Linked DNA regions of Bos taurus: region 1 is linked to region 2. The links are chromatin contacts, called in public Hi-C maps. All regions are on one chromosome and are shown on one strand. The core of a region is the stretch at or near the end of the contact, and the rest is flanking DNA. Distances in the headings are between cores, read along the strand shown.

The links. Hi-C and Micro-C count contacts between places; a contact is called where the count stands out from the background.
Region 1: a contact with region 2 is called in a Hi-C map of skeletal muscle, with 5 times the contacts expected there. The contact joins the enhancer-like site here to the promoter of RBM17 in region 2. A contact is called at or near these places in 2 of 11 Hi-C or Micro-C datasets (liver and skeletal muscle).

What each region holds. Positions count from the first base shown.
Region 1 is chr13:17,502,899-17,509,911 of ARS-UCD2.0, forward strand. No RefSeq gene overlaps it. Among named protein-coding and RNA genes, the nearest start is that of IL15RA, 12 kb to the right of the region's middle. Within about 2 kb of position 1,408, at least 13 of the 102 cell types and tissues checked have an H3K27ac peak or open chromatin away from gene starts, as enhancers often do. A contact at or near this core is called in skeletal muscle, where this site is marked.
Region 2 is chr13:17,421,269-17,427,515 of ARS-UCD2.0, forward strand. RBM17 (RNA binding motif protein 17) reads right to left here and starts at 2,180. Exons shown (of 12, transcript NM_001101083.1): 1 at 2,068-2,180.

The sequences.
Region 1 (7,013 bases), core at 158-2,657, 81 kb after region 2:
ATGCTAGGGAATTCCCTGGTGGTTCAGTAGTGAAGACTCAATGCTTTCCCTGCTAAGGGCCCTGGTTCGATCCCTGGTCAGAGAACTAAGATCCCACAAGACAAGCAGTGGAGAAAAAAAATAAATTACAAGGCAAGCTAAAAGGCAGAAAGTACAGTTTGAACAGACAGAGCCAGCGTCAGAACCAAACACAGACATGGCAGAGATGCTGGGATTACCAGGTTGGGAATTTAAAACAACTGTGGAAGATAAGTCATTCTAACAGAGATTGCTGTGTGACTCCCTAAATCCATCTTTCCCTTAGCCCCAGGTTTTAGGGGGACACAGTCCTCTCCCAGCTGAGGATTACATTTGCCAGCCTCCCTTGGGCTTCAGTGCGTCCTGTGACTAAGCTCTGCCCCAGGAGACGTGAGTGTGGTAAAGCAAGCAGTCTCTAGGATGCGCCCTTGAAGAGAACTGGTATGTCCCGCCCCTCCTTCACCTCCTCCGCTGGCCGGCAGATGGCCTTGGTGGTGGGAGTCAGACCAGGAGTGGGATCAAAACGGAAATAACACCAAAGGAGCCAGGATGTCTGGCATGGCGGGGCCATGCCAGGACTGCTTATACTTGTACTGGATGTGAGACAGAAATAACCTCCCCTGGGGGCAGATTGGGAGTTTGGAATGGACATGTTCACACTACTGTATATAAGATCGATCAACAAGGACCTACTACATAGCATAGGGGACTCTACACAATACTCTGTAACAACCTCAATGGGAAAAGAGTTTGAAAAAGAATAGATACATGTATATGTATAACTGAATTACTTTCTGTACATCTGAAACGTATGCAACACTGTTAATCAATTATGCTCAAATATAAAATAAAATTTTTGAAAAATAAAATGCAGATGTAACATTTATAACAGTTTCTCTTGCATCTCCTGCATTGGTAGGCAGATTCTTTACCACTGAGCCACCTGGGAAGCCCTTTTAACAGTCACAACTGCCAAAAAGAAAGAAAGGAATACTCTCCTTTTTAGGCCATTGTGATGTCTGCCCTTGTTAGAACAGCTATATCAACGCCCCACAACATCCACCCCTACCAATATCAGAGACAGACATGCCTCGCCCCCAACTTTGGCTGATATGGTCTTATCAGTATCCAAATATTTTCAGTGGGAAATGAGACAAGAATGATCGTGCAACATTTAAACAGACTTTCAAGTAAGTACATGTTTGCTGTTCATAAATATTATCTAAAAAATTTCTCCCTCCAGGAGGTAAACAAGTTCATCCAAGGAAACAGCATTGACACTCCGTGCTCATGTGACTACTTCCTTACTAATCTTCAGAGAATGACTGCAGTTAGTCTGCAGTGTCCCTGAAGGCTTTCCAAAAATGTGGGCTCACATGGGGATGTTCCAGGCAGACAGTCCTTTCTGGCTAAGCTAGGAATCAGAAAGAGGGAGGGCTGAGATTTGCAGAGCCAATCCCCTTGTTACTCCATTCCTCCTGTGAAAGAGTGCAGTGCAAAATGTACGTCTTTTTCTTTCTACAGTAGTAAATTATCCTACTTACATAAGTTATCCTAATGCTACGAGGGTAGGATAACAGAGTATACCATCTGGAAAAAAAATAGGCTAAGAACTACCTTCAAGCAGTCAGGCAAGACGGATGGCTACTAATTTCCATTAGTAGAGTCGGAAGAGAGAAGCTGGCTTAAGTCCTTTAGATTACCTTGAAAGAACAGACCCCAATATGAGAAGTTATAAACTATCTGAAATCTTCAGTGGAGTGCTTCACAGCCACGGGATTAACTGAGAAAGTAAACACCGCTCATCAGCAAGGGAGTAGAAGATGCAGCCGCAGATAGGTGATGACTTCTGTCCTTGCACGCCCGGGTCTCTGCTGTGAGGGGCTGTGTCTTTGCAGCTTCCCACTTGCTCCTGCCCTGGCTGTGGGCTAGGTGGCCTTCGGGAAGTCCAAGGAAGAGTTTGGAAGGCCGATGAAGAAAGAGAAGCCATAATCCTTCCTTTCAGCTTCTTGTGGCCTCTCCGTCAGTGAGGGGTGGCTGTGGGCTCCAACAGCCTTTGGCAGCCCCGGTACAGTCAGCAGTGGTTGACTGCCATTACAGGCTCCAAAACAGTTCTGCAATTACAGCAGCACTTATTTCAACCGCAGCAACAGTTTCCGTCAGAATCAGCCGAAAGTCTGCTTATGTAATCCCACCTCTTCCCTGTGTTCCTGATGGCTTCCCTGGAGTGGCTCAGACCTTGAATCTGCCTGCAATGTGGGAGACCTGGGTTCAATACCTGGGTCAGGAAGATCCCCTGGAGAAGGGAATGGCAACCCACCCCAGTATTCTTGCCTGGAGAATTCCATGAAAGAGGAACCTGGTGGGCTACAGTCCACGGGGTCGCAAAGAGTCAGACATGACGGACTAAGTGACTAACATTTTGCTTCCTGAAATAAAAACCTCTCCTACTTTGCTCCTTTAGTTTATTTAATGCAACCAGATCCTTGTATTAAATAAGCTCTGCTTAGGTTTCCATTTCAGGCTAAGATGGGGAAATAGGAACTGAATTTACCCTCATGCCTGAAACAACCAAAAATGGGAGACAACAAAATGAGATAACAAGATTTTTTAAAGACTTTTTAAAAAAAATGTGGACCATTTAAAAGTGTTTATTGAATTTGTTATGATACCGCATCTCTTGTTTATCTTTTTTGTCCCTGAGGCATGTGGGATCTTAGCTTCCCAACCAGGGACCGAACCTACACCCACTTCTCTGGAAGGCAAAGTCTTAACCACTGGACCACCAGGGAAGCCCAACAATGGTTTTCAAGACGTCGGATGTGCTGCAGTGAAGGATACCGATCCCTGAGGGGTGAGAAACAGACAGGAGAGCCTACGCTGGCCCAGCTTACGAGTTACATTTCAGGCCAGGCATGGGGAGGAGATGCAGCTGAGTGTCCAGAGAGAGCCCAGGCCTCATGGTTCACAGGGAAGAGGACCCAGGAGAGAGCAGCACTGAGAGGACTCGGAGACCAGCAGGTTCTGGAGAGACTGCGCCACGGCCCTTCCTCTCACGGGAGTGCCAGCCATCGGCTGTGTGTGAGGGACTGCTCAGGCCAGGAAAAGGGCCCCCTGAGGAAGTGGGGCGGCAACACTCAGCACACGAGAGGTCACGGACAGTGCCCGCTCCCACCAGCCTGAGACCCGGGAGGTCGTGGACAGTGCCCGGTCCCACCAGTTGGAGACCTGGGAGGTCGTGGACAGTGCCCGGTCCCACCAGTTGGAGACCTGGGAGGTCGTGGACAATGCCCGGTCCCACCAGCCTGGAGACCTGGGAGGTCATGGACAATGCCCGCTCCCACTAGCCAGCCTAAAGCTCTCTGGATTCCGTAACTCATGAGGCACTGGGTAGAGTGCTCAGAGGGGCCACACCTCAGCATTGGGGAATAACAACCTCCAGGCTACAAGCTGTGTAAATCCTTCCTGACACACCTTAAAAGCGAGATCCAAAAGGATCAAAGCGTATCCATGCATTTCACTGCACTCTGGAACTAAGCTCGAGATTGTTTACAGGAATGCAGAAAAACATCCAGCAGCCAACTAGATAAAATCCACAAACCAGTCAGGATGTACGGGCCATGCAAGCAAGCAGGAGTACATGACTCACAATGAGTAAAGGTCAATCGATCAAAACCAAAGCCGGTGACCCATTAGAACGTTAACAGTAACTGCATTCCATCTGTTTAAAAAAGAAAAAGGAGGACTTCCCTGGTGGTCCACTGGCTAGGAATCTGCCTGCCAATGCAGGGGACACGGGTTCGATCCCTGATCCGGGAAGATTCCACATGGCGTGGAGCAAATAAAGCCTGTGTGCCTGGAGCCTGCACTTGGCAACAGGAGAAGCCGCTGCAATGAGAAGCCCGCGCACCCAACTAGAGTAGCTCCCTCTCGCTGCACGCAACTAGAGAAAAGCCCAACCACAGCAGCAAACACCCAGCACAGTCAAAATTAATTAACTAATTTTAAAAGATTTTTTTAAAAGCTAGAGGAAAGATTATATATGTTAAGTGGAGACATGGAAGATGGGCAGGGAGGGGCAGAGTAAGGGTTAAAAGGGCTTTTGTGTGACTGTGGGTTTACAGGTGCGGACATATCAAAACCTATCCAACCGTATGCTTCAAATATTAACCCCCTCCAATAACATGCTTTCTGAAAAATTCACCTCTGTTTGAAGTTCCTGGTGGGGTGGCAGGGTTTGGGAGGTTCGAGGGGAGACTGGCGTCTGAATGAAATGTCTTCTGGCCTCACCAGCCTGCAGGTTCAGATGAAGCCAGGCTACTGGGGATAAACCATAATGCCTTGTTCTTGCTCCATCTGCTAGAGCTGGACTTCAACCCCGCACACACCCACGGCATATGCGCACACACACGCTGACACGCACACACCGTTTCCCTCAGACACCTTTGGGGATCCCCAGGATCTGGCTGTCAGGACTGCATTTACACTAAAACAAGTTCTGTGCACCCTGGAATCTCACCTGGAGTCTCTGTGAACCCCAAGTTCTCAGCTCACACCTAAATAGCTTTTCAGGTTCTCATCCACAGCCAGGGGGCCAGACCACTGGGACAGCCTCAGACAGGCACCAGCCTGTCCTCTCTTCCCCCGTGGGCTTGTCCCCGGGGCCCACTCCTCCAAAACTGCAAATAGACTCCTGCTTACTGTCCCTAGAGGTGCAGCAGGCATGCCCCGAGAGGGGTGGATTTCACTGGTGAACTCAAGGGCACGGGACATCCAGTCTACAGAGATCAGGACCACGGTGCTAAAACCTCTTCTAGGGCCTCTGGAGTTTCAGCTTCCTGTGTATTCATTTTACAAATATGGAGCACCACTCTCTAGGGAAAACCAGACAGACAGCTTCATAGCCGGTATGCAAGGATCCTACATAAAGGAGGACGTTTTGACTGTGTTAGAAATGAAAGGACTAGTCTGTGTTCTGCACCCCTGCAACCACCAACGCTGGGACTCATGAAAACAAAGTCACCAGATGCTAATCTGGTTCAAGGAAACTCCACCAACTGCGTGGGACAAAAAAGGAGGGGGATCTCGGGACAACCGGGAGAGCGTGTTTCCTTCCCTATGCCCATTGCCTCCCCAGCCCGTGGGGAAGAGGAGAGGGCAGGGGAGGGGCGAGCTCAGAGCCCACCGTCCCCTGCTCTGGGGCGGGTGGGAGGTTCTGACACAGGCACTGTTAAACTGAGACTCAGGAGAGACCTGGGCAACTGCGGAGGGACAGGGGACGGCAAAGACCCTGGTGATCTTTTCATGATGCATAACATGTATCAAACATCTTTAGGGTACGTAATTTTTATATGTCAAAGAACATCAACAAAGCTGTTAAAAAAAAAAAAAACAAAAAGAGCCTAGGGGAGTCTGACTGTTTTGGGATGGGCAGCCAGGACACTAATCTTGCGCTCCTAGAAGTGGGAAAGCCGGGGAGCTGTCAGAGATGGCCCAAGTTCTGAGCTCCCCTCGGGGCAAATGAGGCCCGAACAGAATCCAAACGTTCCCAGGTGCCCGGTGCACCGCAGGCAGGGACTGCACACTCTCCAGGCCTCAGCGAGGAAGGAGCCTGGGTGCAGGCAGGGAGCTGAGGCTCAGGATGTCAGCGGATCTCCTGCAGGGCACGCCCGGAACTGCTGGGACTGGAACAGGAAACCCTCCCTCAGCACTTGGAGACACTGGGGCAGAAATCGATGAGAGACATCCCCCGTCCAAGGAAGAGAGGGATGAAACTCAGACCCAGTTAATAATTGACCTGCAAGCTGACTGAAGTGGATGGAGGGACAGCGTGGAGTGGGTGAGGTGGAATGGAATGTACCTGGCAGGTCAGAGGTTTAGTCAGAAATTATTGTCACACATTTCAGAATGGATGGAGCCTCAGTGAAGAGAAATACAGTGTGTTTTTTCTTTCATAATGTCTGTGTTCCTAAAATAATATTTCATTTTGATACTTAAATTGTATATGCAAGATGTTAAAAAAGAAATTATTGTCACAACTCTAGAATGCTTCTGCCACCTAGGTCCTGTGAGGGCAGATGTCTGCTCACTTAGTAGGAAATCAGATGGCATTTCTGCTCCCCAACACTACACCTGCAGGGTTGGCAGGCTTTTCCTTCCCTCTTCTCCCATGGTTCCTCTCCCTAGAGATGTCTCAGTCATATTATAGTGACAAACCATGTGCTTGGATCCTTAGAGACAAGGATATTGGAGAATAAATAAACTGCAAGTCCAGTTTTGTTTTTTCTGTTTGTTTGTTTGTTTTTCCTGCCACACTGAATGTCTTGTAACACCTTACTTCCCCAAACAGGGATTGAACCTGTGCCCCTGCGATGGGAGTGTGGAGCTCTAACCAGCGGACCACGAGCTACGTCCTTTCTTTCTGCTTCTTAGCCATGTCCCTCCATCCTCTTCTGGTTCACACAGTACCTGGTGTGAAGTCTTCAGAATGCAGTATATTCCTTATGGATCATTTCATTATTTCATTCTGGATGACTTTAAGGTTTTCCCTATATCACTGATTTTAAGCAGTTTGACAATGACATGCTATTTGTTTTTACTGGTATTTATCTTGATCGGGGTGCTTTCAGCTTCCTATTCTGGAGTTTGTTGTTTTTCATGCACTTTGGGAAAATTTCAGCTTTTATCTCTTCTTCCATCTTCCTCTCTTTCATCCTTCAAGGGCTCAGTAACATGCATGTAAGACTATCTTGTACTGTCCTGTGGCTCCAGGATGTTGTTATTTCTTGTCCTTCCTTTTCACACCCTATGTTTCAGTGTGGATCATTTCTATTGACCTTTCCTCAAGCTCATGGTTCTTTCCTCTGCTAATAAGCCTATTGAGGAATTCTTCATATCTCACATCATGGTTTCATTAGTCTGCTAAGGCAGGCCTTATCTCCAAATGCAGTCACCTTGGGGGGTTAGGGCTACAACAGATGAATCTGGGGGGAATT
Region 2 (6,247 bases), core at 930-3,429:
AACTGCACCTCATTAACGCTCAGATGTCTTTCAGATGATACAACACATTTACTTCATGAAGTCTGGTGACAGGTAATAGAAACGGAGCACTTTCTAACATTTGGATATATCTTAGGAAGCCAGGACCAAATGGAAATACAAACAGTTGATTTTCATAACCTCTTTAAAATACCACCTCACTATTGACTTCGTTTTCATAATAACATCAGCCTTTGATCAACACATCTTCCAGGTATGCTCCTTTTTCTTTCACTTAAAAAGAAACACGGTAAACACAGCTCTTCTGGAAGAATGATGACTTTTCAAGATTCTACCCAAGCTAAAGAAGTATTTTTTTAAAACACGTGCAACTGGCAAAAAAGAACGTGGAAGACATCTTCTCAGGAGCACCCCACGTGCTCATCTTTTAAGTACATCTCTGAAGCCTTTGCTAACAACAACCCTCACATAAAACCAGCTACCCCCTGAACACACTCACATCATGTTAGGCTCCACTGGGTGACATGTCTGTCTCTTACTATATCATAAAGCCCTCAGAGGCAACAAGGGCTGTTTCTGTCTTCATCTTTATATCTCCAACTGAGCACCTTGCTTGGGACATTGTTAAGCACTTTTAAAATATTTTCTAAATACATCAGTGAGTTGTCAGTCAGCACACAACACATTTTTTAGTATATACCATTTGCTTTATTTCTTCTAAAAATAAAACACCCACAGTTTAAGTTACTAATGTAATATCCCATATCGCCTAAATATCCTCACTATAAAAAATGCCTGTGGCCCTTAACTCACAGAACTGTGGAAACTGAATTGCATCCTTTAAAAACTCCACCTGGTGAAGAGAGACGCAGTCCGCACCTACCTGAGAATGTGCAGAATTTTGCCCTCCCCCAGAATATCCTATTTCCCACCCACTTGCCTGCTTCCCTGGTGGCTCAGACGTTAAAGCGTCTGCCTCCAATGCTGGAGACCCCGGTTCGATCCCTGGGTCGGGAAGATCCCCTGCAGAAGGAAATGGTAACCCACTCCAGTGTTCTTGCCTGGAGAATCCCATGGACGGAGAAGCCTGGTGGGCTATAGTCCACGGGGTCGCAGAGTCGGACACGACTGAGCGACTTCACTGTACACTCTACTGCCTGCCTCTAGGAATAAGCACCTCCCAGGGCCCTCCTTCATTGATTTCTCAGAGAACCGTCTTGATCCGACCTGACTACCCATGTTCACACTTCTATCTGCCTTTCCTGCAGTTTCCAGAATACACTAAGGTGCTTCACCTTTGCTACCTTTACACTTATTTCCTCTGCAGGGAAGCTTTCCCCCATCCTGCACATCTAACAAAACACCCCCAAGACTCAGTTACACGCCTCACTCCTTTGCAAGCCTTTCCAGACCGACCGAGGCGTGGCTTTTTACACTTGTTTCTCTGGAAACTAAACTCACGGGAGCATACACACAAAATCTTACTGATCTAACTTATCTGCTGTTCCTAAACATGACCGGGGCAAAAGGAAACGCTCAAGCAAAAAAAAAAAAAAAAAAACGCTTGGTGACTGGATATCGAAGCTAAAATATCGCTTCCGAGGCAGTGCCGGAGCCTCGTCCAGGTACAACCCCTGTCTCTGAGGAATGGCCAGAGGGAGGAAACGGATTCCTTCCTCGGCGTCCCTGGCCCCGGCCACAGACTGTTCAGACCTTCCTACCGGGTTCAAGGGACCAAGAGCTGTTCCCGGACAGACGGACAGCGAGAGGGAGGGAAAGGCGCCCTCGGGTCCAGGAGACACAAGGACAGAGCAAACAGACGAGGAAGAAAAAGAGTAGAGAAGGGGTGCGAGGGCCCGACAAACCGAGGCACATAAAGGAAGGAGGCAGCAGGGAGCGAGAGAAGATGGGGAGGCTTACCAGCGGCCAGGCCGCCAGGCGCGGGGCAGCCAGCGGCGCGGGGCAGGTCAGGGACCTCCGCCCCTCGCGGTGCGGCCTAAAGCCGCGGCCTCACCTGCCGCGACGCCCGGCCGAGGAGGCGCGCCGGCCCCGGCCCCCGCCCGCCCACCGGCCCCAGAGACCACTTACCCGGCCCCCCCGGCCGACGCTCCCGGGCCGCGGCGGCGCACCGAGGCCGACGCGCCGCCGACACCGCGGGCTGGGCGCTCGGCGTCAGCCCCCGACGGCAGCACCGCTCCGGCGCCAACCCCTACGCAGACTCCGCGGGACGCGCGGCGGCGCGGGGTCACGGCGCGTACGGCCGGAAGAGAGGCGCCCGGCGCCTGCGTTGAGGGCGCCCCTGCTGCCGCGCGCCCCCTGCCGGCCGGAGGACCGAGCCCGCAGAGCCCAGAAACTTCCTCTGCCGCCAAGAGGGGTCGCGATGGCACAAGGTTGTGACGCTACACACCCCGGGAGCCTGGCATTGACCTCGGGCGGAGAGGACAACTGGTCCAGGGCTGCAAAGGTTGGCTTCATGGGGAACACATGTACACCCGTGGCGGGTTCATGTCAATGTATGGCAAAACCAATACAATATTGTAAAGTAATTAGCCTCCAATTAAAATAAATAAATTTATATTAAAAAAAAACTGTTCATCATCAGTGTGCACAAAGCTAAAGATAAATCATAGTAGGAGAGATGAATGGGCAAAAGGCTGTAAAAGACAAGACCAGGAGTGCTGAATTAACTGTGTGAAGTGAAAGTCGCTCAGTCATGTCTGACCCTTTGAGACCCCATGGACTATACAGTCCATGGAATTCTCCAGGCCAGAATACTGGAGTGGGTAGCCTTTCCCTTCTCCAGGGGATCCTCCCAACCCAGGGATCAAACCTGCATCTCCTGCATTGTAGGCAGATTCTTTACCAGCTGAGCCACAAGGCAAGCCCAAGAATTCTGGAGTGGGTAGCCTTTCCCTTCTCCAGGAGATCTTTCCAACCCAGGGATCGAACCCAGGTCTCCCACATTGCAGGCAGATTCTTTCCCAGCTGAGTCACAAGGGAAGGGCTGAGGAAATCATGGATGTGAAGTTAGGGTTACAGAATACATGTTATATACATATACATACATGTATACATACAAGGTACATGTTATAAAGCCTCACGATTTCAAAACGATAGGACAAAATTTGGGAAGAAAGAGAAAATAGGATTCTGTGTCAATGCGATTTTCTCATCTATATTTGAAATCGTATACAACCTGTATAGATCCCTGTCCTTTGAAGTAAAAGACTTTTGCTTAGTCTCCCAGGCCTCCCCGAGTCTCAAAAGGCTGACTCAAGAGTTAATGATTGGGAAATGTGAAGATGTAAAGAAGCTATTGAGCCAGGAAACTGGTAACAATTTACACTATAAACCCGCCAGAGCAGAATCACCCACTTCCCAGGGCCCTGAACGATAAAGGTCTGACACACATTCCTAGGTTTTTTTTACAGGAAGCAGCCTCTGCCAGATGAGAACTGCTGACTGCAAGCATGTAGACTAAACTGGCTGAACCAGAAGGTTGAAGATGCTTGAAACTTCACCTTGATGCCAACCAGTCTGAGAACTGTGCAGGAGCTGATCAGGCCCCTGCAGCCCCTTCCCTCACCCTGCCTTTAAAACCTCTTCCCTCAAAGCTATCAGATTCAGGTCCTCTGAGTGTGAGCTGCCGCTTCTCCTTGCTAGATGCCTGCAATAAGTGCTAGGCTTCTCTTCGTCACGACTGGTTTTACTGCTTGTGGGCAAGTGGACTCAGCTTTGGTTCAATAACATGAAATGAAAATGAAAAGAAGTCGCTCAGTTGTGTCCGACTCTTTGCTTCCCCATGGACTGTAGCCTACCAGGTTCCTCCGTCCATGGGATTTTCCAGGCAAGAATACTGGCGTGGGTTGCCATTTCCTTCTCCAGGAGATCTTCCTGACCCAGGGATTGAACCTGGGTCTCCCGCATTGTAGGCAGATGCTTTACCATCTGAGCCACCAGGGAAGCTCATTCAATAACATATTTGGGGGTAAAAACATTTTAATTTGATAAATCAAATAGTCTACACTTAAATATGCACTTTAGTACAAAGGGACATATGAAGAAAGAATATAATTAAAAACTGAGGGTTAAGAAAACAGAGGAGAAGGGACAAAAGAAGGAAATAGTGCAGGGAGTTGGTAGTTAACATAAAGAAATAGGTGGTTAAGGATATCGTGTGGCATTCTGATTATCATTAACCCAGAACTAAAATACAAACCTTTCAAATTCTCAAGACGCATGCACACAACAGCAGCAAGTCACATAAAATCACTCAGTGAAATATTTGAAAAAACTGAAAAACAGAAATCATAACAAAACAATAAGACAGAACTAAGACCACACATCTATGTGAATCAACATAAACTAAAAAAGAAAAATGGAAGAAAGCACAAAAATACAAAATATGGAATAAGGGGAATAAACTCCAGATACAAAGGAAAGTAAAATTAGCTTAAGAGATGACTTTGTTCAGATTTATCATACTAAATAATATAATAATTTATTATTTATTTATTTATTATTTTATTTATATATATATCAGAGCTGTATATTATCACCCTACTTATTTAACTTATATGCAGAGCACATCATGCGAAATGCCAGGCTGGATGAATCACAATCTGGTATCAAGATTGCTGGGAGAACTATCAACAATCTCGGATACACAGATGATGTCACTTTAATGGCAGAAAGTGAAAAAGAACCAAACGGACTCTTGATGAAGGCGAAAGAGGAGAGTGAAAAAGCTGGCTTAAGACTCAACATTCAGAGAACAGTAGGACCAGATGATGGCATCCGGTCCTGCCACTTCATGGCAAATAGATGGGGAAATGTGGAAACAGTGTCAGATTTCATTTGGGGGGGCTCCAAAATCAATGTGGACAGTGACTGCAGCCACGAAATTAAAAGATGCTTGTTCCTTGAAAGAAAAGCAATGACAAACCTAGACAGAATATTTAAAAAGCAGAGACATCACTGCTGACAAAGGTCTGCATAGTCAAAGCTATGGTTTTTCCAGTAGTCTTGTATGGATGTGACAGTTGGACCATAAAGCAAGGTTAGCGTGTAGAACTGATGCTTTCAAACTGTGGTGCTGGAGAAGACTCTTGAGAGTCCCTTGGACTGCAAGGGGATCAAACCAGTCAATCCTAAAGGAAATTAACCATGAATATTCATTGGAAAAACTGAAGCTGAAGCTCCAATACTTTGGCCATTTGATGCCAAGAACTGAGTCATTGGAGAATACCCTGATGCTGGGAAAGATTGAGGGCAAGAGAAGAAGGGGGTGACAGAGGACAAGATGGTTGTATGGCATCACTGACTCCGTAGACATGAATTTGAGCAAACTCAGGGAGATAGTGAAGGACAGCAAAGTCTGGCGTGCTGCAGTTCATGGGGTTACAAAGAGTTGGACATGACTTAGTGACTGAACAACACCAACAACAAAATCTGGATGAAATAATTTCTAGGACAATGTAATTTCTCAAAACGGACTTTAGATGAGTTATAAAATTTAAACAAACGAACTATCACAGGATAAACAGGAGGAAAGAGCAAAGAGCTACTCTCCAAAACACCAGGTGCAGATGCTTCCACAGAGAAATTTTATCAGACTTCTGTTGTTTGTCATTGTTCAGTGCTAGGTCGTATCCAACTCTTTTGCGACCCCATGGACTATAGCCTGCCAGGCTCCTCTCTAGCCTGTCCGTGGAATTTTCCTAGCAAGAATACTGGTGTAGGTTGTCATTTCCTTCTCTAGGGGATCTTCCCGACCCAGGGATCAAACCAAGTCTCCTGCATTGCAAGTGGGTTCTTTACTGCTGAGCCAGCAGGGGAGTCCTGCAATGAGACCTCCAGGGCCAATGAACTCTGTTCTGCAGTTTCAGAGTGTAGAAAAAGAAGGAAAGCTTCAAACTTCTCATACAGAGCTAGTATAGTAGTTGTACCCAAGAAATACAGCCCAAAGAGAACTGTCAGCCATTCTCACTTATGACCCTCAATGCAAAAATCCTAAATAAAATATTACTGCAGCATTAGGACAGAAATCATCAGTCCCAAGGCTTGGGGATCAGCTCTGGGTGAGATGTGAAGCATTCTGGCAGTAAAATAATGTGTCAGGGCTGGAGTGCTCAGCTGTAGTTTTGGAGGAATCAGTTCTGACTTAAAAGCATTTATTTCTAAGGTTTCTTGGAGAACTAGGTTTGTAGGGTTAAGTTCCATTTTATTTATTTTTTATTTGATCCTTTTTTTAGTTCTTCTTCATATT